Regions from separate parts of the Zea mays genome. Here regions 1 and 3 are each linked to region 2. Evidence: chromatin contacts called from public Hi-C data. All regions are on one chromosome and are shown on one strand. Each heading gives the region's core, a stretch centred on a gene start, on an enhancer-like site or on the middle of the called end of the contact. The rest is flanking DNA. Distances are from core to core; before and after follow the strand shown. Region 1 holds the start of LOC103638745 (probable E3 ubiquitin ligase SUD1). Region 2 holds the start of LOC732805 (glossy15). Region 3 holds the start of LOC100285626 (protein kinase domain containing protein).

Region 1 (3,640 bases), core at 93-2,592, 260 kb after region 2:
ACAAATATGAGATTCAACTATCTATCCCAATAGGTATTCTATAGCACAGTGAAAGGACAACCTGATAGAACCTCAACAATTGTAGCAGGAAAAGAATTGTGTTTAGAAAATATATTATTAAGTTTATTAGAAATGCAATGAAAAGGAGCCGACCATATGTAATTTTCTTGAACGTACATTTCAATTTTCATACCGTTTGTTGAAGGTTGAACGAAGAAGGGAGGTTGCCGCTATCTTCGAAGAAGGAGGATGCAACTAGGTCGGACTAAACTCCGACACCGTCTGACATGGGATGGGGAGGTTTTACAACTTGGAAAGTACCTCGCAAGGGGCCTCCACCATCGCAGTTTTGAGCTTCATTGCCGCCTATGCGAGATCATGCCATCAATGGATACCACCTCCCACAAGGTCGGCCAGTTCCAATGTGATTAGGCTCAACAAATTTGTACGACAAATCTTGCTGGATGCATCTTAGCCACCGCCATGCCTCCTCCAACGCCACTGATGGCTCTCCTGCCACCATCGTCGCTTCCCTCCTCCACCAAAACCACGCTCATGAAAAAAAAACGCGGGAGACAACTCAGTTGCGCGGACGCCCAGTTTAGAGAGGAATCACTCACCAGAAAATAACCGTGTGTTTGGTTGCCTGTATTTGCTGGTGCTTGCATCGCGGGATGCAATGAGCTGGTGTTTGGTTATTGTCAATCAGGCTCTATACGTGCGAGGTGTGTGTTTGGTTACCTGCATGCAGATGTAGAGCCAGGCTCGCACGATACTCAAAGCACCCTGATACTCAAATCATCCTAAGCCAGGCTCTGCAGGCACGAGCAAATTGGTTGCATTTATGGAGCCAGGCTCCCGTCGGCCTGACTCATGCAGCCAGGCTACGTAGAGAAGCCAACCAAACAGTCTTAAATGGGAGAAGAGGAGCTGGATGTGGGCCACTAAGATTTTCGGGGAAAGAAAAGAGAGAGCTGTTGGAGAAAAAAATGATTCCTCTTCTAATATTGGTTTCAGGCTGGTTTACGACTTTATTTAAGTTGCTCCAAAGAAGAGCAATATCTTATTTAACTAATAAAGGTGTGATATACAAAAGGTAAACAAAAACATACTAGACATTATCCATAACAAAAGATAAAAAAACCAACCGTGCTTGACCCAAAAGATTTATTCTTCGAATAAACCTGTTATACACATATGGTACGTGCAAGTCTACTGGTTATAATAATGTTTAATGACCATTTTCATCCCGATATAGGCTTTCAATCACAGGAAAAAATATCAAAAGTAGCACTTTACCACCATTTTTTTCTTAAAAAAAGGAGGCGTAGCGTAGATTCTAGTATGTCGAGCTTGATAAATCATAAATAGAACACTCCGGAGGTCGGATCTCCAAACCGACACGGCCACACCCACGGACCCACCACCGGATCCATCCTATCGGGACCCGTTAAGCCGACCGCCAGCGCCTCGTCACCGGTGCGTCATTAAGGAGGCTACTAAAAAACCCACGTTTTTTCATCCTGTTTTCGCTGCAACTTCCCACCACCGCCTATATCCGCGTTCCCCCCGGGCGATCGATCGATCGCGGCTAACCTCGCCGCCGCCCCCATCGAGGCAGCCATGGCGGAGATGGCCGAACGGTCCGTCGCGGGCGAGCTGCCGGAGGAGCCGCGGCCGCCGCACGGGGAGGAGGACGACGAGGAGGAAGAGGAGGGGGACGTGTGCCGGATCTGCCGCAACCGCGGCGACGAGGACCACCCGCTGCGCTACCCGTGCGCCTGCAGCGGAAGCATCAAATTCGTGCACCAGGACTGCCTCCTCCAGTGGCTCGACCATAGCAACTCGCGCCAGTGCGAGGTAATATCGCCGCCGCCCCTGCCCTCACTCAGCGACGGGGACGCCGCTGGGTCGTTGCTTTAGGGATTGATTAGTTCGATTGCGTGGTGGAATCGATCGATTTAATGTTGAGCTGGTGATATGGGTGCTGTTTCTTTGATATGGCGTGTAGATTGGGTCAAAACTATGTTAATAGGCATTGATAAATGGATAAGGCTATTATTCTTGCCTTTTCAGTTGCTAGAATTAGGGGATTGAGGTTCGGAATCAGGCAATTGCATAGTTTTGATGATTATTCAGCTAGCAAATGAATTTTCATAATACTCCGATGCTCTTGTGGTTTCAGAGTATTTTCAGAGGCATAGTAATTCTGTTAACCTGCAGCAAGACTCATCTTGTGCTTCTTAGCAGTGAGACTATTGGCTTGATATTGATGATTGATTTGCAGTTTCAGTTGCCTTATGTTCTCTTAGGTCCCCTTTGTAACAAGGAAAAATGGAGGAATTCTATAGGATTGGAATCGTTAGAACAAACCTCCTCTTGAATAATGCATTTTGCTAATCTAGAGAAAATGAGCGAACAAGTGTTAGTTGGGGGTTCCAAGCACAGCTGTACGGCTGGGTAGTAATGGCTTGTATCGCCAAGGAAAAAAACATACTCATGATGATGATGTGTGTCTTGTTTGTCATAACTCCATTTTCTCTAGATAATTTCTGATTTATGCATCTGTGCACTGCAGGTCTGTAAACATGCATTCTCCTTCTCACCCGTGTACGCTGATAATGCTCCGACAAGACTCCCTTTCCAGGAACTGATTGTTGGTGTTGGAATGAAAGCATGCCATGTGTTTCAATTCATCCTTCGGCTTGCCTTTGTTCTCTCAGTTTGGCTCATGATTATCCCATTCATTACCTATTGGATTTGGCGGTTAACATTGGTGAGAAGTATTGGTGAAGCGCAAAGGCTGTTCCTCAGTCACATCAGTGCTCAGTTGATTCTTAGCGATTGCCTTCATGGGTTCCTTCTCTCAGCTATCATTGTCCTTATATTTCTTGGAGCCACCTCATTACGGGACTACATAAGGCATTTGCGTGAACTTGGTGGACATGATGCTGAGAGGGATGATGGAGGTCGTGAAAGGCATGGTGCTCGGGCTGTCAGGAGGCTAGCTGGTCCTAATAATAGGGTTCCTGCAGATGGAAATATTGATGAATTAGCAGAAGCCCAAGGAATCGGTGCTGGTGAACTTTTGAGGAGAAATGCGGAAAATGTTGCTGCTCGATTAGAACGACTTGAGGCTCAGGTGGAGCAGATGCTTGATGGTCTGGATGATGCTGATGGAGCAGAGGACGTTCCTTTTGATGAACTTGTTGGTATGCAAGGCCCTGTCTTCCACTTGGTTGAGAATGCAATAACAGTGAGTACTATTTTTTCCCTACAACACGTATCTTTAGATCTCCATGTGTTGGCAACTTGGCATAACTATTTTGAGTTCCATAGTTGTGTTGCCATTCTACCGCAAAACACTAAGAACTCTTCTACTCCCTTCGTTCTGAATTTTAGTTCTTTTTAGTTTTGTCCTAAGTCGAACTTCTATAACTTTGACCTAGTTTACAGAAAAATATATTACATCTACAACACCAAATTAATGCACCATAAAGACATTTCATTGTGGATCTAATTAAAGTAATTTGATGTTTTATATTACATGCTGGTGCATTTTTTCTAACAAATATGGTCAAAGTTAGAGAAGTTTGACTAGAGAATACTATAACAACATCATTGGGATGAAGTAATTATT
Region 2 (3,769 bases), core at 1,110-3,609:
ATTGTCATGCACGCGCGGCTGTTCTCCACATGTGCTCTAACGGCGATAATAACAAGGTGATATCATCATATACGTATATATATATATATATATATATCAGACCATATTAACTATACTACCTACGTGCAAGCCCGTCCGTACATCCCACAGACACACGCACGGACCACGGAGTTAATATATGGCGCGCCCACGCCTACGCATGCATGCTGCAATATTATGATGTCTTCGATCTGGTTAACGTGCGACTCGGAGCCGGAGGTAGATGGAGAACACGGAATGGAAGACGACGACGATGCTCGTCGCGCTAATTCCTCGATCCATGCATATCTCTCTGTCGGCCTCTGCTTCATTGCATGGCAGACGGCAGCGGACGCAGAGGCCAAAGCACACATGCAACGGCGGCGCCATTTTGCGTTCGTTCGAATGCATCGAGTGGAAAACCGGCCTGTCGCCGCTGCCTGTGCTAGCTCTCTGCTGTGCCGGCCTCTCTAACTCTCGCCGGCGCATGCATTGCAAGCAACGACGGGGCAAGTGGAGGCCGGTGGTGGAAGGTGGGTGGGGTGGGGGACCTTTACGCGCACAGGGAAGAAGTGAATGCGGACGAGGGCTAGTTAGGCTAAGGTTACATGGATTGGAATAGGCAGGCACACCAGTGTAGTAGTAGTAGTGTTGCTTGGCTGATCCACTGACCACTGCCAGTAATCTCCTCACCTAGCTAGCTACTGCCCGTGGAGTGGAATACTCCGGCATCAGCTACCTAGTCTCCATTTCAATTTGCACCAAAGAGGCAAAGAGCTAGAACCCATCTAAACTTTAATACTGTGTGTCTTCGACCTTATGTCATACTAGAACTGATTCTAAACTTCTACGTATATCGAACTCGCCTTCTTTGCCAAATGTTTCTTTATCGAGTGTTTTTTTATCGAGTAATTTTTATTTGTCACTCGACAAAGAGTTTCTTTGCCGAATGACTGGAAGAAAACACTTGGCAAATTATTTGACATTCGGTAAAGTGCCGAATTCCGATAGTGAACTGCCATGATAGCTCTTCTGGTTGGCCATTCTTAGTAAAAAGTTTTAAAGTATTGTTTTTTAATAAGTAGAATATAATAAAGCATGGATTGAACCATCACTCGCAGTATATAGTTATATATTTTTTGATTTAGTAACGGAGACATGAGAGAGTTTCATATCCATCGTTTTAACTCGCAGGGACAGTCGCAAAGACCAATTTAACATACAAACACAAATTTTCAATCATCAATTTAACCCATAGGCACCGCACATAAATGTAACATGTTCACCAATTCATACGTAAATAATATGCATAAGTTTCGTTTTGCTGAAATCTGATAGCTCGTTTGAGCTCATGATATGAGATGTTAGCTCGACTCGTGAGAAAATTGAAACGAGCCAATTCGAGCTAAACCGGCCACGAGATATGAATATTTCGGCCAGCCCTATATATACTACTAATGTACCGTAAGAAGTGGAACTGACATAGCACCCTGGTCACCTATTGGAACCCGTGGACATATACCATATACATACACTCTAACTCAGTCAAAGAAAGAAAAAAGCAATTTTAGCAGTGTTATATTTGATATCTTAAATTTGATTAATTATAGACAAAAAATATTAATATTTGTAACGTCCAAATTAAATATCATTAGATTGATTATGAAATGTATTTTTTTATAATAAATTGGTCTAGAGTTATAAATCTGAATATTGTTCGTTAAAAATTTAATAAAACATAAACCAATTCAATTGGCACACCAACTCATAATTATATTCTTTGACTGGCACACAACTCGTAGTTCTAGTATTACTACCCACGAGATGTGCGCTGTGTATTCGTAAAAAATGTGCACCGTGAAGAGACAGATAGGATGGATGATGTTTGGGTGACAAGCCCAAAAGCACATAGATAGGCCAGGGGGAGGGGGGCATCCGTCGCAGCGTCGCTGGACTGGTGTTCTCCATCCTTCCAACCCGAGATAAAAGACGACACTTGACATGAAGAAGTGATAGCCTGCTCAGAGATCTTTCGCTTTCCTTACCCAGTTAGCGTTCCTGCTTGATACACTACGACTGCAGATTCTTTGGCAGACCGCTACCAAGTGCAAGTGTGCAACGCACACACATCACTCACAGTCTCACGGTGTCTCTGTGCGCGCGCGTGGGACACAGGAGGGAGAGAGACACAGAGAGGGGGGACGATCAGCTCTAGCTCAGCTGGTATCGTCTAAACTGCATAAAAGGGGAGGAAAAAAAGTTGCAATGATGCATCCCGGCGCATAGATAGAGAGAGAGAAGAGAGAGCCCCGACTCGAGAGCCAAGAACGCCGTGTGCTGTGTTTGTGTGCATCTATCTCCGTACACGCACGCACGCACGCACCAGCTAGCACGACCGCCATGGCCGCCACCAGGAGAGCATTCTTCCACAGCGCCGTCGACGGCATTGCGCGCGCCGGGCCGGGGGAGGCCGAGCTGCTGCCGGCGCCGCCGCAGGTCGGGCGACCGGTGGAAGGCGCCAGCAGCATGGTCTTCGGCTTCCCCGTGCCGCGGCCCACGATGCCGGACAGCCGGCCGGCCGCCGTCACCCAGCAGTTCTTTCCGCCCACTACTACGGCGGCGCAGCAGGCGACGATGGAGGAGCAATGCCACGTGCCCGCCGGTAGCGCGGCGGAGCAGTGGGTCCGGTCGTCGGCGTCCAGGAAGAGCCGCCGCGGCCCGCGGTCACGGAGCTCGCAGTACCGTGGCGTCACCTTCTACCGCCGCACCGGCCGCTGGGAGTCCCACATCTGGTCAGTCGCCTGCAGCTAGCTAGCTCTAGCTTGTTGTTTTTTTTTTTTACTTTTTTGGCTTGTGCAAGCGATGTCCATTTCATGCTCATCTCTCTCTGTCTCTCATTGGCAGGGACTGTGGGAAACAGGTGTACTTGGGTGAGTTCCCGTCCAATCGAAAAGAACTGAGACTCGAATTACGTACTACACTAGCATCATTTCATGGCATTTAATCAGGTGTCCGAATTGCTCTTTTTCTAGGTGGATTCGACACGGCGCAGGCCGCTGCGAGGTTCATAGATTTCTTCTTCCTCGCGCGCATCTGTTCCATCTTCTCGTCTTATCTTATATATCTATCTATCTATGAATCTATCTGCAGGGCCTACGACCAAGCCGCGATCAAGTTCCGCGGCCTGAACGCGGACATCAACTTCACCCTGGACGACTACAAGGACGAGATGAAGAAGGTGATTCCCCCCCTGTTGCAATTGCGAATCGAACGACCAACACCGGTAGAAGAAGGAGCCCACACACACCGCCATGAATGGAGTGTGAATAGAACAAATTAAGAACACTGCAGCTGCTCTGTTCATCGACTAATAATAACGTCTCTCTCTTAGTCTCTTTCACTGTTTGATGCCTGGATTCTTGTCTTCCTGCCGTGTGCCGCGTCAAATCCCTCAGATGAAGGACTTGAGCAAGGAGGAGTTCGTGCTGGTGCTCCGGCGGCAGGGCGCCGGCTTCGTCAGGGGCAGCTCCAGGTTCCGGGGAGTCACCCAGCACAAGTGCGGCAAGTGGGAGGCCAGGATCGGCCAGCTCATGGGCAAGAAGTAATTAATTAGTCAATGCTGAATCGGAAAAAAACAAAACAACGATTAGTGCCGATTTTTTTGTTTTATTTTTATTTTTGGCTTGATGGTTGATCTCCTTTGTTCTTGTCGCTGCTGCAGGTATGTGTACCTGGGCCTGTATGACACAGA
Region 3 (3,671 bases), core at 246-2,745, 290 kb before region 2:
CAGCACATGGGTTTCAGGTACCATAACATTGTACTGTACATTTTTCCTCGAACTATTGTACTATACAATTAAAGAACAAATGTCCTGTTATCCCTTTTTTTAGCTTGAATAAATCAACATAACACTGAAGAAGGTAATTTTTATAATAATTTTCTAGTCTGCGTATGATTGTTCGAGAAAAAAAACTAGTACTATTGTACCCATTGCCTCAGAGAAACTACTTGATCAATTTCAGAAATTTTCCATCCTGCATGTTGATCTTAATGGTTGCCATGGTGCACCAGATGTATATATAGAAATCTTTAGGCATTGTAACCGTACCTTAGAACTTCTGACAAAGGGAGCTTTCCACCTTTAAGCCGAGCCATCTTGTTCCCGATGGATCCTTCATAGAACTTCATAGCTATACAAATCTGAAAATTCATGAAGCCAAAAATAAGCTACGGATTAACATTAATCACCAAGATGGTATGACAGGGAGACCTAGCATGAGGAGGCAATAAACCAGCCCAAAAACCAACATACCCTCCCATTCTGTGTAGAGATGCCATGCAAGAAACAAACGTTGCCCAGACCCTGACATTTGCTGAAGATCTCATGGAACCTCGCTGAGAAGATCTGCAGCTGGTCCTCTTTAATTGGATGCAGCATCTTCACCGCAACCTCATGGTACTGATCGAAATCCTCTGTCCTTTGGTGGTGAGTTGCTATCCATACATCCCCAAATGGACCTCTCCCTATCCGGTGCTTCAGCTTTAACACACTCGGGTTAATCCATGGGCTTGTCTGGCTCGGACCAGAGAAAACCGTCCGGTAGAGATCAGGATCCTTCTCAAGCAGCATGTACTCGAATGCATCGGTGGGATTTGAGTCGGAGCTTGCCATTCCTGCAGAGCCAATTTCACCATGACAAATCCCAACACATTATTCCGTAGAGCAGTGTCAAAATTTCACAACGTTCTAAGCATATTTTTGGTGTTGTATCTAATCGCTGAGATTCTTCTCTTCACAATTTGAATGCATCTACCAAACAGAGAAGACCCCAATTTTCCATGCTTATTTCAGTTGAAGTAACATTGGAAGCAAGCACAGACAGAGAGAGAGCTGAGGCTCCCAACTTCCCAGTTATTTAGTACTGGAAAGAACTATACTGGAATGTAAACTACGAATAATAACAGAATTGACAGTGTAAAGTGTGAACTTGTGAAAGCGAAAATCGATGGGTAAGAAAAGGTAGAACATGGAGGAGGAACAAAATAAAAAAATTCCCCAATCCACTAGAAACAGGAACCACGTAATCTAATCGGTGAGAATCACTGTAATGACAGGTATAGAATTGGAACCTAGATGGGGAACAAAAAAAAAGGCAGGAATTTGGATCAGCGACATATCAAGAATCAAGAAAACAAGCAGATTCTCACCCGTCTCTTCTTCTTTTTCCGGACCCTGCTTTCCCCTTCCTGAGTGATGTCGCGAATTGGTTTTGATACACTAACAAAGCCACAAGGCAACGAAACTAACCTATAAAACAACTGCTAGAAGTCGGCAGTACTGCGGTAGACTGGCATGGTTAGTTGGACTTGGAGATGTGTGCGGAGGTGGAGGGGAAGCGTCCGCACCGCAAGCGCACGGGAGTCGAGCCTTGAGCGGTAGAGCGGTTATATACGCGGGCGGATTTTCTTCTTTGCTGCTGGTCTCCTTTTCCTTTTTCTTTCTGCGCAACGGCTTTAATTTAATGATTTATTTATGTATATAATATATGTATCATTTTCAAAATTTTGCTCTGAAATACTTTCTTCTTTTATAGTTTTAAGATGTTTTGGTATTTTTATGTTTATAGTTTTTTTTCTATAAATCTAGAAATACCTTATAATTTAGAATTAACGAAGTAGTTATAATTTTACATTAGAAATCACAAACATTTAAATCATTCTAATTATTTTACATTCTTCTTATACATCTGTATTTGTATTAGTACAATGTCCGTGCGGTACATGCAAAGGTCGAGTGACGGCCATTGTGATGGAGTTTCTTCATAAAAATAAATTTAAAATTAAAGTGAACCGTTCCTAAAAAATTTAAAATTAAAGTGGATATATACACACATACTACATATTAAAGTGTAGATATTGTATTTTATCTTAGCCAAAAGACTGAGAAATACTTCCTCCGTTTCGTTTTAGTTGTCGCTGGATAATGCAAAATTGAACTATCCAGCGACAACTAAAATGAAACGGAGGGAGTATATGAGTTGAAAACTAGACCAACTTTTTTTATACCTAGCGAGATGGTACTATCTGACAATGTTGCGCTGCGTGCGACTTTGTTTCATGCTGTATACGGGTGTTCTCTCACATCCCATCTAGAAGCTAACGATCCACGTCATGAATACAGGCGATTAAGGGCTCCTTTGGGAGGGCTTTAGCTTCTATAAAAATAACATTGGCTCTGGCTTCTTCATGCGAGTAGTTTTTCTAGACGAGCCAAAGCTATTTTAAAATACTCAGTCAGAGAGGAAATGATCGTTAGGGATGAAAATAGGTACCCAAACTGTTATGACAAATCTAATATTTTAAAATAGATATGTATGAAATTTGATTCTAGCATTTTTTTATGTTATGAAGCACATTATCATAGATAAGAATAATTTTTGGCATAAATTGATTTATACATTATTTGCCCTCTATAACAAAAAGGTGAAAAAATAGTCATATCCCTATCCGAATGGTACCCGAATTTTATATGATAAATTTGAGGTTTAATTTTTATGAAACTTTACAAGCTCACTGTTAAAAACAAGGTTGTTGTGTGTATATGATGCATATATATATATGAATTATTCATGACCTACGTGGCGTGACTAGGGCAATACGACTGGAGCCATATGTATTGTCCAGAATTAATGTAATGACCTATGTGCCAACACGTGATGATTCAAGCGTATATGTAATTTGTTTACTAGCATATGTTAAATAGGTCTTGAAGGACTCATCACCTAAAGGATGGCATACCTATATCATGGAGATGGAGAACTGGTGGGCAGATTATTGAAGATGGGGATCACCATGTGACAGCGAGCCATATTGAATCACAATTGTTGTGTGAATACCATTCTTAATGTTCTACTTGTTTGTGTTGTATATATTGTCCTTGCATGATATAAGTAGGATGATCCCTCAAAATGTTTAAGCTCAAATACCTTTCTAAACCTTGCACTATCAGAAGTCTTGTACAATTGGTGGTGGGTCTATGAAATTAGGGTGTCATCAGTTTTCCTTGACTAGATAAGTCTGTATTGGATACAAACTGTGGAAAGGGTTGGTTAACTTAAATAAAATCAACTTAACGGTTAAGGACTTTGTAGCCAAAGGTTGGGAGCCGAGACATAGAGATGTCACCCAACAATAGAAGTCATATATGATATGATTAGCAAGGAGTTGCTTACCGATCTACGTTGTCTTCTGACGATGATGCTAAAGCTCACTAGTAGACTTGTTAGTTGTGGGTTCTTAATCATTAAGTATCAATCGAGAGATATTGATTTTAGTGGGAGTAGATTCTATTGAATGTTTAATATGATTTACGCTGTTATGGATATTTTTGTTTTAGTATTTTGCATTATTTTGTTGTAGATAAATAGCACCTAGCACACCATCATTTTCTTTGCAACC

The links. A called contact is a pair of places that touch in the nucleus more often than the background predicts.
Region 1: a contact with region 2 is called in a Hi-C map of leaf, with 4 times the contacts expected there. The contact joins the promoter of LOC103638745 here to the promoter of LOC732805 in region 2. A contact is called at or near these places in 9 of 25 Hi-C or Micro-C datasets (bundle sheath, ear, endosperm and 3 more).
Region 3: a Hi-C map of ear shows a contact between it and region 2, with 5 times the contacts expected there. The contact joins the promoter of LOC100285626 here to the promoter of LOC732805 in region 2. A contact is called at or near these places in 6 of 25 Hi-C or Micro-C datasets (bundle sheath, ear, leaf and 2 more).

Annotation. Positions count from the first base shown.
Region 1 is chr9:101,300,832-101,304,471 of Zm-B73-REFERENCE-NAM-5.0, forward strand. It overlaps LOC103638745 (probable E3 ubiquitin ligase SUD1), which reads left to right and starts at 1,343. Exons shown (of 9, transcript XM_008661571.3): 1 at 1,343-1,860; 2 at 2,579-3,256. The coding sequence starts at 1,624.
Region 2 is chr9:101,042,194-101,045,962 of Zm-B73-REFERENCE-NAM-5.0, forward strand. LOC732805 (glossy15) reads left to right here and starts at 2,360. Exons shown (of 9, transcript NM_001254783.1): 1 at 2,360-2,810; 2 at 2,923-2,948; 3 at 3,051-3,081; 4 at 3,169-3,256; 5 at 3,474-3,619; 6 at 3,740-3,769. The coding sequence starts at 2,419.
Region 3 is chr9:100,755,819-100,759,489 of Zm-B73-REFERENCE-NAM-5.0, forward strand. LOC100285626 (protein kinase domain containing protein) reads right to left here and starts at 1,496. Exons shown (of 5, transcript NM_001158517.1): 1 at 1,422-1,496; 2 at 526-887; 3 at 322-413. The coding sequence starts at 885.